Regions from separate parts of the Mus musculus genome. Here all the other regions are linked to region 3. The links are chromatin contacts, called in public HiChIP or PLAC-seq and promoter capture Hi-C maps. All regions are on one chromosome and are shown on one strand. Each heading gives the region's core, a stretch centred on a gene start, on an enhancer-like site or on the middle of the called end of the contact. The rest is flanking DNA. Distances are from core to core; before and after follow the strand shown.

What was found. Promoter capture Hi-C pulls out the DNA fragments that hold promoters and counts their contacts. HiChIP or PLAC-seq counts read pairs in DNA pulled down with a chosen protein or histone mark.
Region 1: a promoter capture Hi-C map of erythroid cells shows a contact between it and region 3, with 8 times the contacts expected there. The contact joins the promoter of Tmod1 here to the promoter of Nans in region 3.
Region 2: a contact with region 3 is called in a promoter capture Hi-C map of the HPC-7 cell line. The contact joins the enhancer-like site here to the promoter of Nans in region 3. A contact is called at or near these places in 5 of 39 promoter capture datasets (the C10 cell line, the HPC-7 cell line, cranial neural crest and 1 more) and 1 of 115 datasets of contacts at active chromatin or transcription factors (bone marrow-derived macrophages).
Region 4: a contact with region 3 is called in a promoter capture Hi-C map of pre-B cells. The contact joins the promoter of Gabbr2 here to the promoter of Nans in region 3. A contact is called at or near these places in 5 of 39 promoter capture datasets (the 3T3-L1 cell line, liver, neutrophils and 1 more) and 1 of 115 datasets of contacts at active chromatin or transcription factors (large pre-B cells).
Region 5: a contact with region 3 is called in an H3K27ac HiChIP or PLAC-seq map of embryonic stem cells, with 6 read pairs. The contact joins the enhancer-like site here to the promoter of Nans in region 3. A contact is called at or near these places in 9 of 39 promoter capture datasets (the C10 cell line, the HPC-7 cell line, cranial neural crest and 5 more), 1 of 15 datasets of contacts at CTCF or cohesin (the NIH/3T3 cell line), 6 of 484 Hi-C or Micro-C datasets (B cells, the G1E-ER4 cell line, embryonic stem cells and 2 more), 11 of 115 datasets of contacts at active chromatin or transcription factors (the 230-238 cell line, astrocytes, bone marrow-derived macrophages and 6 more) and 3 of 9 other capture datasets (adipose tissue, liver and pancreatic islet).

Annotation. Positions count from the first base shown.
Region 1 is chr4:46,037,863-46,040,562 of GRCm38.p6, forward strand. Tmod1 (tropomodulin 1) reads left to right here and starts at 1,360. Exons shown (of 10, transcript NM_021883.2): 1 at 1,360-1,447.
Region 2 is chr4:46,162,813-46,165,512 of GRCm38.p6, forward strand. It overlaps Ncbp1 (nuclear cap binding protein subunit 1), which reads left to right. Exons shown (of 23, transcript NM_001033201.3): 15 at 149-252; 16 at 2,354-2,476. Among named protein-coding and RNA genes, the nearest start is that of Ncbp1, 26 kb to the left of the region's middle. Within about 2 kb of position 1,394, at least 38 of the 459 cell types and tissues checked have an H3K27ac peak or open chromatin away from gene starts, as enhancers often do. A contact at or near this core is called in the HPC-7 cell line, where this site is marked.
Region 3 is chr4:46,488,007-46,490,706 of GRCm38.p6, forward strand. Nans (N-acetylneuraminic acid synthase (sialic acid synthase)) reads left to right here and starts at 1,323. Exons shown (of 6, transcript NM_053179.3): 1 at 1,323-1,484. The coding sequence starts at 1,353.
Region 4 is chr4:46,990,464-46,993,163 of GRCm38.p6, forward strand. It overlaps Gabbr2 (gamma-aminobutyric acid (GABA) B receptor, 2), which reads right to left and starts at 1,251. Exons shown (of 19, transcript NM_001081141.2): 1 at 645-1,251. The coding sequence starts at 962.
Region 5 is chr4:46,184,217-46,186,916 of GRCm38.p6, forward strand. It overlaps Xpa (xeroderma pigmentosum, complementation group A), which reads right to left. Exons shown (of 6, transcript NM_011728.2): 3 at 1,375-1,480; 4 at 72-237. Among named protein-coding and RNA genes, the nearest start is that of Xpa, 11 kb to the right of the region's middle. Within about 2 kb of position 1,270, at least 20 of the 459 cell types and tissues checked have an H3K27ac peak or open chromatin away from gene starts, as enhancers often do. A contact at or near this core is called in embryonic stem cells and pancreatic islet, where this site is marked.

The sequences.
Region 1 (2,700 bases), core at 110-2,609, 450 kb before region 3:
CACAGGGCATTGGTGTTGTGGATCAAAGCCTCAATGAATGCGGCTCCTCTCTACCAGTGTAGCTACAATGTAGCAATTCTTGTTAAACCGAAGTGGTTTAACTTAAGTGGGAACCACTTGCAAGTAGCATTAATCCTCTGCTCATCTCTCCTAGAGACTCAACTCTCCAACTCAGCTTCCTGCAGACCATGAGAAAGAATAATCTGAGCCACACTAATATTCTGAATTTCCACTACTAGCAAAGTACACTTTTAAAATAGGATGCATTCATATGGAAATACCATATTATGTTCATATGGTAAATTCGCTGGGGATGAAACCTATAAATTGAACAGTAGGAAAGAATGGTGCGTCACAAATTAGCCTCAGCAGCGAGCAAGAGGCACCAACCTGACAATAAGGGCAAGACTTCTGGAAGGGTCCACAAAACAGTGTCTTAGAAGGGAGAGGTGGGTGACTGGGGAGCGGGGTCAGGCTGTTGGTTGGCTTGCACAGGTGTTCTTACTATAAAATTCAGAAAGCTACACACTAATATGTGCCCTGAAAGTATTTACACCCACAACAAAACGCTTAAAAATAAGTCCTTGGGAATAGTAAGTCCCTGCTTTGTTTAAAAATACACCCCACTTCTCCCTTGAAAAGGACATTCTTAATAGGGCGAGGGTTTTATAATACAGTAATGCATTAGGAAAATACTTTTCAGCGTTTCTCCTTAGGCATCTAGGAATTAAGATTTCCCTCACCAAAAAATACGGTAGGATAATCCAACGGAGATGTTCCCTGTGCCTGTTTGGATTCGTTGGTAGGAGCCGTTTGTTTATTGAAACACTTAAAGGCTTCGGTTTGGGTTTAAGTGGTTTGTTCTGGAGAGAACACATTAGCCTTTTAAGAAGGAGGAACTTTCATTCCGATTATTTTAAGTGGTGATTTCGGACGCTCCAGTCTCAATGCTGTGTAGGGAGAAGGCGTTCAATTCTGCGTTGGAATTGCACGTCCACAGATGGTTATTAAGCCCTGGGCCCGTGCCAGTCCTGGCCGAGGGGACAGGTTGCCTCTTCAAAGGAAGCTAGGTGTAGCTGTGCTGACTTTACTGGAACATTCTAGACGAGAGTAAAGATCTGCGCGACTTTGTCCAGATACCTCCAACGTAGCATAAAATCAAGTTGGAGAAACCGAGAACAAGGCAGGGAACCACACATTCCCCTGCCTCCGGGGCTGGGGTGGCCCTAGATCCTAATAGCGAGTGTTGCTCCCAGGCCGGGGACCGCGCAGCACCCTGTCGCCCCTGGTAGAGCAGGAGGGCGGGGAGGGCGGCGGGTTGGGGCGGGGCGCGGTGACAGCAGAACAGGGCCCGCCCCCGGCTTCCCACCCGCGGCCGCCAGGGAACTCGCCAAGCCCCGCGTTCCGCTCATTGCCGCCGCCCGCGCTCGCGCCACCCCGCATCCCGGTAAGACCCCCCGCCCGCCATCCCTAGGTCCCCCTCGGCCTCGCGGGGCTCCCTGCCGCCGCGCCGGGGCGCAGCCATATCTGGGCAAAATATTCAGCTGTCGCAGCCGCTGAGAAGGGACTGAGCACGGTTCCCTCTATAAATAGCCGCCGCCTCGGGTGGCCTTCGGGGATCGGGGTCCGGTTCCCCAGCCTGATGATCGGGTCGCTGGCGCTAAGCGTCCCTGCAGCCTGATGCGCCCAACCCTAGTCAGGGCGCCCGGGGCACTAGACCTGGTCTCCCGGGGACCTTGGGAGCCGCCCGGGGTGCCTTGGGCATTGGCACGTTGTGAGCTGGTCACGAGCCCTCCTGGGAGTCTGGGGAGGAAGGGGATACACGCTCGGGGGACGCTGAGTCCTCTGAGCACCGATCTGGCCGGCGCCTGAAAAGTTTCCCAAACTGCTGGAACTAGCTGAGGTTTAAAGCACCAGCTGCGCTTGCCTCGCTGCGCGCAACCAGGTAGAGGCAGGAGGCCACTGGTTGTCTCCAGTTTGAGGGGCGGCCTAGGCAACCCTCCTTTCTTTTCTGGATCTCGTTTTCCTGTTTGTAAGGTGAAGTTAGGGTCCTTCAAAGAGATGGTACCCGGGGCCACGAGAGTGGCCAGGGCGTGCTCTGAACTGCCTACACTCCCCTGCACCTGTTCTGCAGTTTCAGGCAGGGTAAGGATGCTGAGGACACAGCTGCAAAAGTCAGAGACTTTGGTGGCTCTTGGAACTCAAATCCTGGCCTAGGACCCACTGTGGCCCTCGGAATAGCCTGGGAAGTGTGCCTGGGGTGTTTGGGAGCATCTCTAGGCTGAGTTGCTAGCAGCACCTCGGCAAAACAAGTGACCAAATGAACTGGGCAGGCTCAGGCAATTCAGTTCCCTGTGTGGCACCTGTGATAACTCCCTTAACCCGGAACCTCCCCAGCTCTCTGTTTAGTTACCTCTCTCAGCTTTCCCCATGAGATTCCGAAGACCTGGCAGAGCCAGACTCTAAACCCAGATTCTGGGTTCTTTCTTAGTGGGGGCTCCCTCCCACAGGGTTTATCTTTCACCCTGGGTCCCACTGTTGCCCCTGTAAGGGCTTCAGAACCCTTTGCTCAAGGTCATGCCAACCCCCACTGCAGTCTGCTTGCCTTTCCTGTCTCTACCGACCTTTCCTGGCAGGTTTGGGGACTCTGCACCCCTCTTTTGTGATCTGCTAATGTCTGGGACTTTCCCAGGCTGGAGT
Region 2 (2,700 bases), core at 144-2,643, 330 kb before region 3:
AACTTACTCAAAGGCGTGAAGGACTGTTCCCATTTGCCTCTTAGTTGTTCACTGAGTTTGGGATCTTGGATTCTGGCTTTCTGGGCAAGTTGAGTATTACCAAAGACTGAAACATGAGACTTTTCTGAGGCTCTTATTTGTGTTGTAGGTTGTCTTACCATCAACATATATTAGATATTGTTCCTCCCACCTTCTCAGCTCTGTGTCCTGCAAACCCAACCTGCATTTACAAGTATGGAGATGAAAGTAGCAGTAAGTAATGAATCGACAAGTCTCTCTCCTTAAAAAGTACTGACCTGTGCGTGCTCTGGAGCTGGCTGTTTGTAGGAGGAGAAACAGATTTATTTCTGTATTTGAAAAAATGACCCATATTAGCCACTAGATTAAAGATTTTGTTGTTATTGTTAGCTTTTAGGTTTCTTCTATTTTGTATTGTTCACAGTGTTTTTACATGACATTTTTAATACAGCACAAAGAGTAGTAAGAGGACTTCTTTCCTGGAATGTACTAAAACTGAAAGTGTCCATTTGTTATGATGGAGACTTCTTGAACTGGTTCTCATTCTTGTCCTGGTTAGCACTGATGTTGCTGTGTTGGAGCGCCGTGGCCACAGCACGCTGAGGGAAGGGTTTATTTGGTTTATACTCCATGTGTTCATCACCAAAGGAAATGAGAACTCAGGCAGGCCAGAGGCCATGGAGGGCCGCTGCTTACTGGCTTCCTCCCCTGGCTTGCTGACCCTGTTTCCATGTAGAATTCAGGACCACCATCCCAGGGGTGGGGCCACCCACAGTGGGCTGGGCTCTCCCACATCAATCACTAATTTAAAAAATCCCCTACGGCCGAGTCTTTTTTTATTTTTTTTAGTAGAGAATAGAGTTTATTTAGGGCATGGGGAGGGGAGTTAAGAGAGTAGCAGAGGCAGAGAAAGGCAGAGAGAAAGAGAGAGAGTAGATAAGTGAGGTCGGCCATGGCCATGTGGAGGGGTGGGTGGGGAGAGAGGGGGAGCAAGGGGACAAGAGGGAAGAGAGATGGAAGAGAGCAAGAGCTACAGTTGAGCCTTAAGGAACCTGTTCTCAATGGGTGTTCCCTCCTTTCAGATAAGTAGCTTGTGTCAAGTTGACACGAGACCCCCTCCAGCACACCTTATGCTGGGACCCCTGGGCACTTGGCAGTCTGCTTCTAGAAGTAAATTTGTCATCATGGCTTTCAGCGTTTAGCCCCATGGGTTGAGGGATTGCACCATGAATCAGGCGTGCTGGAATTGCTGTGGTCTTTTTGTGTTGGGCCATTTAAGCTTCCTGGTGGCAGGTGTGCAGTGGTGACGGGTACAGAGGTAGAGGGCAGGTTTCCACCCTGCTCTTGTGGTTGCACTGAATGTTGTCACCATTCATGAGCCTCACATTCTGTGCTGCAAGGAAGGTCTGTGTCTGAGAAGTGTTCTTCCTTCCACACTACAGAAAGCTCTTTTTATCTCTAGTTCCTCTTTTCCTCCTTGGTCTGGCCCAAGTTAGTTATTTGTTAACCTTTAACAAACCATAAAAATGCTTTCTGTCTACTTCTGAAGTAAATTTCCTGGTTCTTAGCTAGTGTGTAAATTCCTTGACAGTGGGTTCTTATTTTCTTATGCGCATGCGCATGCGTGTGTGTGTGTATGTATGTATGTATGTGTGCGTGCGTGTGTGCGTGTGTGTGTGTGTGTGTGTGAGTGAGAGAGAGAGAGATTTTTAAAAATTTTTGTTTGGTTTTCATAGAATTTCCTTCTACTTTAAGAGACAGGCTCACAGTATTAGCTATATGATTATCCTTGTGTGGCCTATTGTGACAGACGTTAGTTATGACAGGTCTTATGATCTTATGTCAAAATTGCCCTTCTTGTTACCATTGTCTGAATTTCATTGAAAGTACATTTCTTTTCCCTTTGATACCTTTATATTAATTTAACATAAATTCTATACCATAAGCACTTACTCACAAAGTCCTAACCAGCAGTAAGCATGCAGGGTTTAAACACAGAGCCCTCATCTTGGCGATGTTCACCTTGTTTGAACTCATTTGCCCTAAAAGAAAGTGTTGTTGGCAAAAGTGAGCAAGACGCTTTTGGATTTAAAATGTCTGGGAGACCTGAGGACTGGTGCGCTCATGAGTACTGACACTGAGTGTAACTAACCTCTCTCAGTCTAGATGAAAAAGCATTAAAGTAGGTGAAGCTTTTGTCTGTCTTAACATACGTGGTTTAAATACTGATCTTGGGCTGAAGTATGCTGTTTTAAAAGGAAATAACAAACTTGGTTTAGCTGCTCCTAGAAGAGTCTCTGAGCTTACTCTGCCTTCCCTTCTGTTCTGTGCTTAGATTCTCTTCCTGGACATTCCGTGGCACTCTGTTTATCTGTTGCTTTTAAAAGTAAGGCAACCAACGATGAGATCTTCAGCATTCTGAAGGACGTACCAAACCCTAACCAGGTTGATGATGATGGTGAGAGAATGACTTCTTCAGCTGAGCCTCAGGCCAAGTTAAAGCATAGACACAGCTCTGGTGACACGAGCTCTGTGGTGACCTATTGGTGGTCACACAGTCTGCCAGCTATTCTGAGCACCTGCATATTTCACCCCTCACCTAAGAGGCCCTAAAATTCCTGGGGAGAGCTTATATTAATAAAACCCATGCTGAGTATGATATGCACTCCTTTAATTTAGACT
Region 3 (2,700 bases), core at 73-2,572:
AGGAGACCCGGGCTGGGAGACACTCCAGGGCCGCAGTCTGAGCCCCGCTCTAGAGTTCAGGATGACTTTGGCCAAATTAGTGAAACTCCCTGAGGCTAATGCCTCTCATATAGTAGAAACAGCTATGGCTGTCTAAAATGTACTGCACTGTGGACTGGAGGCATGCATGGTTCAGCGATAAGGCTCATTGGCTGCTCTTCCAGAGGACCTGGGCTCAGTTCTCAGCATCCACTTGGTGGCTCACAATCGTCTGTACTCCAATTCCAGGGACTATGATTCCCTCTTCTCAGTTCTTCAGGTACCAGGCACACATGTGGTGCACAAAACAAACCATATACATAAAAACAAATTAAACAAATTAAATACCATACCAATTTTTGCAATCAAAGATTTCTTTTTTTGTTGTTTTTGCTTTTGTTTTTTTCGAGACAGGGTTTCTCTGTATAGCCCTGGCTGTCCTGGAACTCACTTTGTAGACCAGGCTGGCCTCGAACTCAGAAATCTGCCTGCCTCTGCCTCTCGAGTGCTGGGATTAAAGGCGTGTGCCACTATGCCCGGCTTCAAAGATTTCTATATACTGTCTTACAATTCTATATGATACTTCTGTTTCAGGGAAGAATGTAAACAATGCTTGAGAAGACCAGAGAGTCATAACTGTCTTAATGTTAGCCACAAATACCATTTTAGTGCTTCTCAAGTTGCATCTCACAAGGTTACTAAGATTCCCCACCACCACCCATTTCCTTCACTCTCTTGGAAAGTGAGGTGGCTCCAGAGATGCCTTGGATGGGGTATAACCTGATATGGCAAAACCAGGAGCCACTAGGGTTTCCTGAGGCATTTGGTGTCTGCCCTTTCCCTCTAACGTGATTTTTCATGAGATTTCTAGAAAACTGCAGACTACAGTTAGTTGTTAGCGGCTGCGTGGAAATTCCTGTTAGTCTGTTGACAAAAGACATCACGCAGATTCTTGGGTGAGCGCTCCTCTCTGTCTTATGCTCGCAAGATTTCCTCGTCTTTCTGTTCTGTCTCAGAATCCGCAACCATGGGATTCGAACTCTAGAACACCTACTTTCCTGACTGCTTCATGGGCTGCACTCTCTCCTTGTTCTTCTATCTAGCCATAAAGTAGACCAAATTGTGTCTAGAGGCGTAGGCAGCGCTGGAGGGGCGGGGCTTGCTTTTCTCCCCGCTCTCTGCAGAGGTAAGGCTCCGATTGGCTGTCGAGCGAGACGGGGCCCGCGGATTGGCTGCGCGACAGCCGCCGGCTGACGTGGCGGGGCTGAGACCTGCGGGCCTGCGCGGCGGGTGCGGAAACGCCCGGGGCAGCAAGCAGGCGCGGGTAATGCACCATGCCGCTGGAACTGGAGCTGTGTCCCGGGCGCTGGGTGGGTGGAAAGCACCCGTGCTTCATCATCGCGGAGATCGGCCAGAACCACCAAGGAGACATAGATGTGGCCAAGCGCATGATCCGCACTGCCAAGGTGAGGGGCGGGGCCCGTGGAGGAGTAAGTAGCGGAGGAGCCCAGGAAGGTTGACGGAGGAGTTTGCAGGGAACCCGGGCGGGGGGCAGGCTAACGGAGGGGCCCGGGAGAATTCACGGAGGGGCTTGGGAGAGCGCGGCCGCGATTGCCTTCTGGTCCTGTGCTCCGCGTCTCTCTTGCCTCGGCTCCCCAACTCCGTCTAACAGCTGCTCTTGCTCGCCCTCCCAACCGATCTTCTTTCTGTTTAGATCAGCTCCTACCCTTGCCTGGCCTGCTCCGTGGCTTCCTACCTAACCAGAATCTTAGGGACCCAGCCCCTTCCTGCTTGTCATATGCCACCCCAGAGATCCTCCCGTGTGATATTTGTCTACAGTCCTTGGAAGTTGGTGTGGTTTTTCTCAGTCCCAGTGTTTGGATTACTAACCGGTAAAAAGTGCAGATCGGGTTAGGGACTAAGCTGCCTGATTTGAAAACCCGGCTTCATGGAGCTGGGATGAGCATCCGTGAAGGGAAGGAGTGAAAAGCACAATAATTAGTCCAGGGCTCCTTGGGTGACCACTAACTACAGCTGCTGAGATGCTTGTGACTACACGCCCACCCACTTCTCTTAGTAAGTTTCCACACGTTCAGTCCGAACGACAGGGATGGCTTCTCCAGCTACAGCCCGCAGCCCTAGGTCTCACGGTGTTTTGCTTCTAGTCCTTTTAAAACAGGGACTTACTCTAACCTGGGCTAGACTGGGAGTCATCATGTATCCCAGGCTATCCCTCAGATATTTTGCTTCAGGCTTCCAAGTACTGGGATTACAGGTGCTAGCCTTCACTCAGGACTTGTCATACTTTCTTTTAATCCTTTCTTTGTTTTGAATGAATCTTTGAAGAGAAACCGTCCTGTTCGTCATTGTGACCCTAACCCTCAGCTTTCATAAAGTCTACCCTGTGATTTCTTTTTTCTTTTTTCTTTTTTTGGTTTGTTATCTTTTTAATTGATTGTTATTATTGTTTTTGGAGACAAGAGTCTCACTCTGTAATGTAGATTGGCTTGGAATTTACTCTGTAGACTAGGCTAGGCTCTCAAGCTTGGACCCGTTTTCCTGTCATAGTCTCCCAAGTGTCGAGAGTGTAGGCATGGGTCATTACATTCAGCAGTTCCTGGGGCTGGAAAGATGGCTCAGTGGTTAAGAGCATTGGCTTCTTTTCCAAAGGACCTGAGTTCA
Region 4 (2,700 bases), core at 1-2,500, 500 kb after region 3:
ACCACCACACGTCCCGGGCTAGACCTGTCAAGCCACTCTATGAGCAACTAACCCAAGGCGGGGAGAGGGGGAAGGGGAGTCTCCCAAAACTGCTCCAGCTACTGCCAGCGCTGGACAGATCCAGGCAGCAGCGCTGCAGAACCCTCCGGGCTCCGAGGCTGACCGTGGCGCGCGCGAGCCCTGAGCTGCAGAAGTGCACCACAGGATCGGTCCTGCCCGAAGCTTGGCCCCCGAGGGTCCTGGAGCCCTCTAGCCCTAAAAGGGCGGCTTGGAATTTTTAGGGTCTGGGAATAGGCCCCATAGCCTGTCCAGCTGTGGCTGGCCCAGTTTGTAATCAGTGTGCGTGTTCCTCTTACTTGGCACCTGACAACCCTAGGAGCAGCACCGGACAGGGGCAACCGGCGCAGGCCTCTGGGAGTCCAACCTCTCACATCTCTAACTCCTCCTCTGGTCAAAGGAGACCCCCATTCCACACCCACACAGAGGTGGAAGGTGCTCACAGATCAGGGTCCCACCTGCTCCAGCCAAGCCCAGTGAGACCCTGATGGACCCAGTACGCGGTCAGCCAGCGAGGAGGAGACAATCACGGCTCTGTCCCTCCTCGACGCCCCCAGCCTCGACGGCATGGGTCACTGGACACTTACCTCGGTGTCGTAGAGTCGCAGGTCCAGGAAGTAGGGGCGCAGGAGTGACTCGTTGCGGATCTGCTCGATGGCTAGCTCCACGGCGGGGAGCACGCCGCGCCCGATGCTGCCCTTGGCCACCTCCTTGGTGAGCGGCATGAGGCCCATGATGGAGAGCGGCGGGCTGCTGGGCGGCGGCCGGGGGGCGCCCCGCGCCCAGCCCCAGGCCCCGGGAGCCAACGACAGCAGCAACGACAGCAGCAGGGGCAGCAGCAGGCGCGCGGGCGGCGGCGGTGGCGGCGGCGGCCGGGGCTGCCCGGAGCTCGGCGGGGAAGCCATGCCGCGCCGCGGGCTGCGGGCGCCAGCTCACTCGGCCCGCATGGCCTGGCCCGGCCCGCCGCCCGGCGCCGAGCTCTGCCCGCGGCTCCCGCGCAATGGCGCCGGCACGGGCCCCGGCTCGGCTCCGGCTTCTGCTCGCTCAGAACGGCCGCGGCGGCGGCGGCGGCGCCCGTGACGGATCAATCACGCCGGGAAGGGGTGGGAGCCAGCGGAGTGCGGGAGGCGGGGAGCCAACGAGCGAGCGAGCGAGCGAGCGCCGAGGGGGCCGAGTCTCCGCGCGCCTCTCTCCAGCGCGGCCGCCCCGCACCCGGCCGCCTCCTCCCGCCTCCGTGCGCGATCGCAGCTCTTTCCTGCTCGGAGCCGCGGGACGTCGGACCCTGGAGCCCGGCCAGGGGAGGGAGGGCGGCAGGAGGCTCGGGAGGCGAAGGCAAGGCTGCTGAGCGGCGGCTCGGGCCGCCTCCGGGGACAGGGACGGGCCGTGCGCGCCGGGGGAGGGGGAGGCGCCGGCGCTGCGGCTGCCGCGGGGAGGGCCGTGCTCCCGGCACACGCACACTCGCGCCCCGGGCGCTGCGCCGCGCCGGCTGCTGCGGCCGGCTGACCCCGCCGCCGGGGACTGAGCTCCAGAGCCCCACGTTCGGGGGAATCGAAGCTGCTATGCGCGGGGGACGCGGGCGCCTCGCCTTGCGCTTCCTGTAGCACCTGCAAGGTGGTTGGGTACTGCTTCTCCCAGGTCTGGGCGGGCGAGTCGAGGAAACGAACGTTCTACAAAGGTGTCCTAGGGGCACCAGCAGCCTGCGCTCTCCTGTGCCAGCTACCAGGGAACCTGGGACCCTTGATCCAGTCTGGAGTCCTTTGCCAAGCCCAGGTCAGGGCTGGGATAGGAGACCTATGAGTACTACCGCCTCCTCCAGGCGTTTGACCTCCCGGTGTCCCCAGTCCCAGAGGGCCCCGCCTTAAAATTCTCCCCTGGGTGGGAACCCTGTCTTCAGTCCCAAGAAGCACAGCCTGGACTTGGCTCATTCTGTCTCCCAGGTGGTATAAACACACTGGATAACCCCAGGCAAAGTAGTCCTGGACAAGATGAACCTGAGTAACCCCTCTGTGCCTCCCTGTGAATCATGGCACTTGTGAGCACTAACCTACAACATCCCAAAGCCTGACTAGTACAAGGATACATTACATTACATTATAAAACAGCCCATCCAAGCATTGTGGACCAAAAGCACGACCTTGTAACAAGGGTGGGAATTTAACCTTCACTAACTGCTTGCTACCTGACATATCTGATGTATCCTCAAAACAGCCGTATACGCTTAGTACAGTGGGTCTATCATTCCCGTTTTACAGAAGAATACACTGATCGATAATATACAGCTAATACAGGGGAAGCAGAATGCACAGCCACAAAGGACTCTTATGCACCCCTGATATTGGAAAGCCCTTCCAAAAGGAGGACATGGAGGCCACGGTGCTCTCAGTAGCTCTAGATCCCGTTCCTCCACACAGTTTGTAATGGGTCATCTAAATGGAGTCTGCATATTTGGAGCTGGGCAGGAAACCCGGAGGAAACCTGGAAGATAGAGCCCAGGCTGAATTGAGGACGGCAGTACCTTGGACAGCTCCAGAGACCCTGAGGCCAAATCAGCCAGGGCGCCTGCCCGCATAGCCACTTTCTAGGCGGCTATAATTCCTCCCCTCTCGGCTGAAGGTTTTGTACAAGAGCACAGCTCATCCAAGC
Region 5 (2,700 bases), core at 20-2,519, 300 kb before region 3:
AGTGACAACCAGCCGACTACGCTGGAAGTTCACCTCCAGTCGGACATCCCAGCCTCCGGCTTACTAGACACCTGTAGCTTTAGGTAGAGCTTCATATCGCCCCACTGTGAATGGCGTGGGTTCTTCTTCACAAGGAACCTGAGCGCTGGCTCTCTCTTCTCTAGATCACAGTCCTTCAGAAGGTACTCTTGCTTCGCTTCTGTCTTGGTTATAAGCTTGTGTTTATCATCAGCATCTCTGGAAAGAGATTAAGAACATTATATACATGTTATATAATGTCCAGTTAAGCTGAGTTTTCAGACAGCCCAGCACCCACAAGGCCTGCACACAGACGTCTCTGCCTTTGGTTCTCATGTTTAAAGTCATAAATTCAGACTCAAGTCATATCACAATTAAGAATCTTCTTAAAGTCCCTCTTATTTCAGAAAGAACTTGAAATAAGAGTAGGGAAGACACAATGAAAAAAGGGCTCATGGAGAAAGAAAATACAAATCAGTTACAAGGTCACCAGAAGTAGCGGCCCATGCCATCGTCCCAGGACTTGAGAGGCTAAAGAGAGAGAACCGACCGCAAGTTCAAGCCCAGCCCGGGGTACACAGACCCTGATCCAGAAAGATGGGCAAAAAATAAATATCCCAAGGTCCCATTTCCTAAACACAGCTGGGTTCTGGTGGCTCAAAACCAAAGTAAAAACAGAGACCGTGAGAACTTGAAGCAACACCAAAGTTTACAGAAGGCCGTGAACTGGTTAATTCTTTTCCTTCGTTTGTCACCCCGATGTCAGGCACTGTTCAAGGTGATAAGAAGACAGCCATCATGATTTAGTGGATAAAATAGGGCCTTGTTTAATGAAGCTCTGTCCCAGTCAGAAGACGGCCCACATAATGACAGGAAAGACGCTCTACGATCATATGGCACACTGAAGGGACAAGGATTCCTGACAGGACAGTCACCAGAAGAAGCCTCTGCTGAGGACACTGGTGAACAGAGCCCAGAGCAAGCCAGGAAGAAACCTGCTAAGCAGAGAAGGAGGCGTACAGGAGCTGCGGGCAGGCAGACAGGGGACGGCACACACGCCAGCAGTAAGTGGGGGCAAGCGTTGAGGAGGTAATCAGGGGCTACTGGAGACCTGCAGCCGTGGTAAAGGCATATTTGAAAAGGAACTAAAAACCACTTTAACGTTTTAACCAAAATTCCCTAGAGAGAAGAGCCAGAGGTGCAAGCTTGGGAAGGCGCAGGGCAGACCCAGAAATCTCCACTTGGGAGGCAGTGAGGCAGCCCAGTGTGGGCTGAGGCCGTAGCTCAGTAGCTGGGTTACCTAGACCGCCTCAGTCTCCAGCACCACAAAACCAAACAGTAGTTTAAGGCAAGCACCTGCAGCTGTCACACGTTGGCAGATCAAAGTGGTTCATAAGGTACGAGTCCATGAACTCTTTCCCGCATTCTTCACAGATGGTGTAATCAAACTCCATGACGGGCCCTGCAAGAGAAAGGGAAGTCTTTATTCTGTCAGAGGACTAACACAACGGACTTTTCTCTACCTTATTAGCTTATTGTCATAGATCTTATGCCTGACACAAATGCTTACTGGGGGAGAAACTGATTAACCTTAGGTTTATGGAAAACAATTTTCTAAGAGGAAAAAAGACCTTGGGGTTTTACTACTGTGAACAGACACCACGACCAAGGCAACTCTTACAAAGGAAAACATCTAACTGGGGCTGGCTTGCAGCTTCAGAGGTTGCTGGGATAATCTTCTTGCACACTGTGTAAAGGTTGTCTTTGTTTATTCAAATGTTGATTTCTTTACCAGCAGGGCTCTGAATACCTGGACTGTGGTATTGTTATTTTTATGAAGCAATACCTGTCTCAGCGCTGCTTAAAAACCTTCTGACCGGCTTAAGAAAGAAAACGGGCCGGCCGCAGGCACACGTGGCAGGACACTGACTAGAATAAACAAGTTAATTAGGCTCTATGAGCTAGCTGGGAAGAAGCCTAAGCTAGAAGGCCTAAACATCCATAAATAATTTGGTGGCGCACGCCTTTAATCCCAGCACTTGGGAGGCAGAGGCAGGCAGTTTTCTGAGTTCAAGGCCAGCCTGATCTATAGAGTGAGTTCCAGGACAGCCAGGGCTACACAGAGAAACCCTGTCTCGAAAACCCAAAAAAAAAAAAAAAACAAAAACAAAAACCAAAAACCAAAAAAACAACAACAAAAACATAAAGAAATTGCTGGAAGGTCGAGGCAGTTCAGCAATAAAGTTTACTCTATTATCATCACGGCAGGAACATGGCAGCATGCAGGCAGACATGCTGCTGGAAAAGGAGCTGAGAGTTCTACATCTTGATCCAAAGTCAGCAGGAGACTGGATTCTGCAGACAGCCAGAAAGAGACTGAATTTCCACATTGGGTGGAGCTTGAGCATAGGAAACCTCAAAGCCCAGCCCCATAGTGACACACTTCCTCCTACTAGGCCACACCTCCTAAATGTGCCACTCCTGTCGGTCAAGCATTCAAACACAGGAGTCTATGAGAGCCAAACCTATTTAAACCACATTTCATTCCCTGCCCAGCCCCCAAGGCTTGTAGCCAAAACCAACGCAAAATGCATTTAGTTCAACTTCAAAAGTCCATTCAAAAGTCCCCATGGTCTATCACAGTCTCAACAACATTTAAAAGTCCAAGTTCAAAGTCTCTTC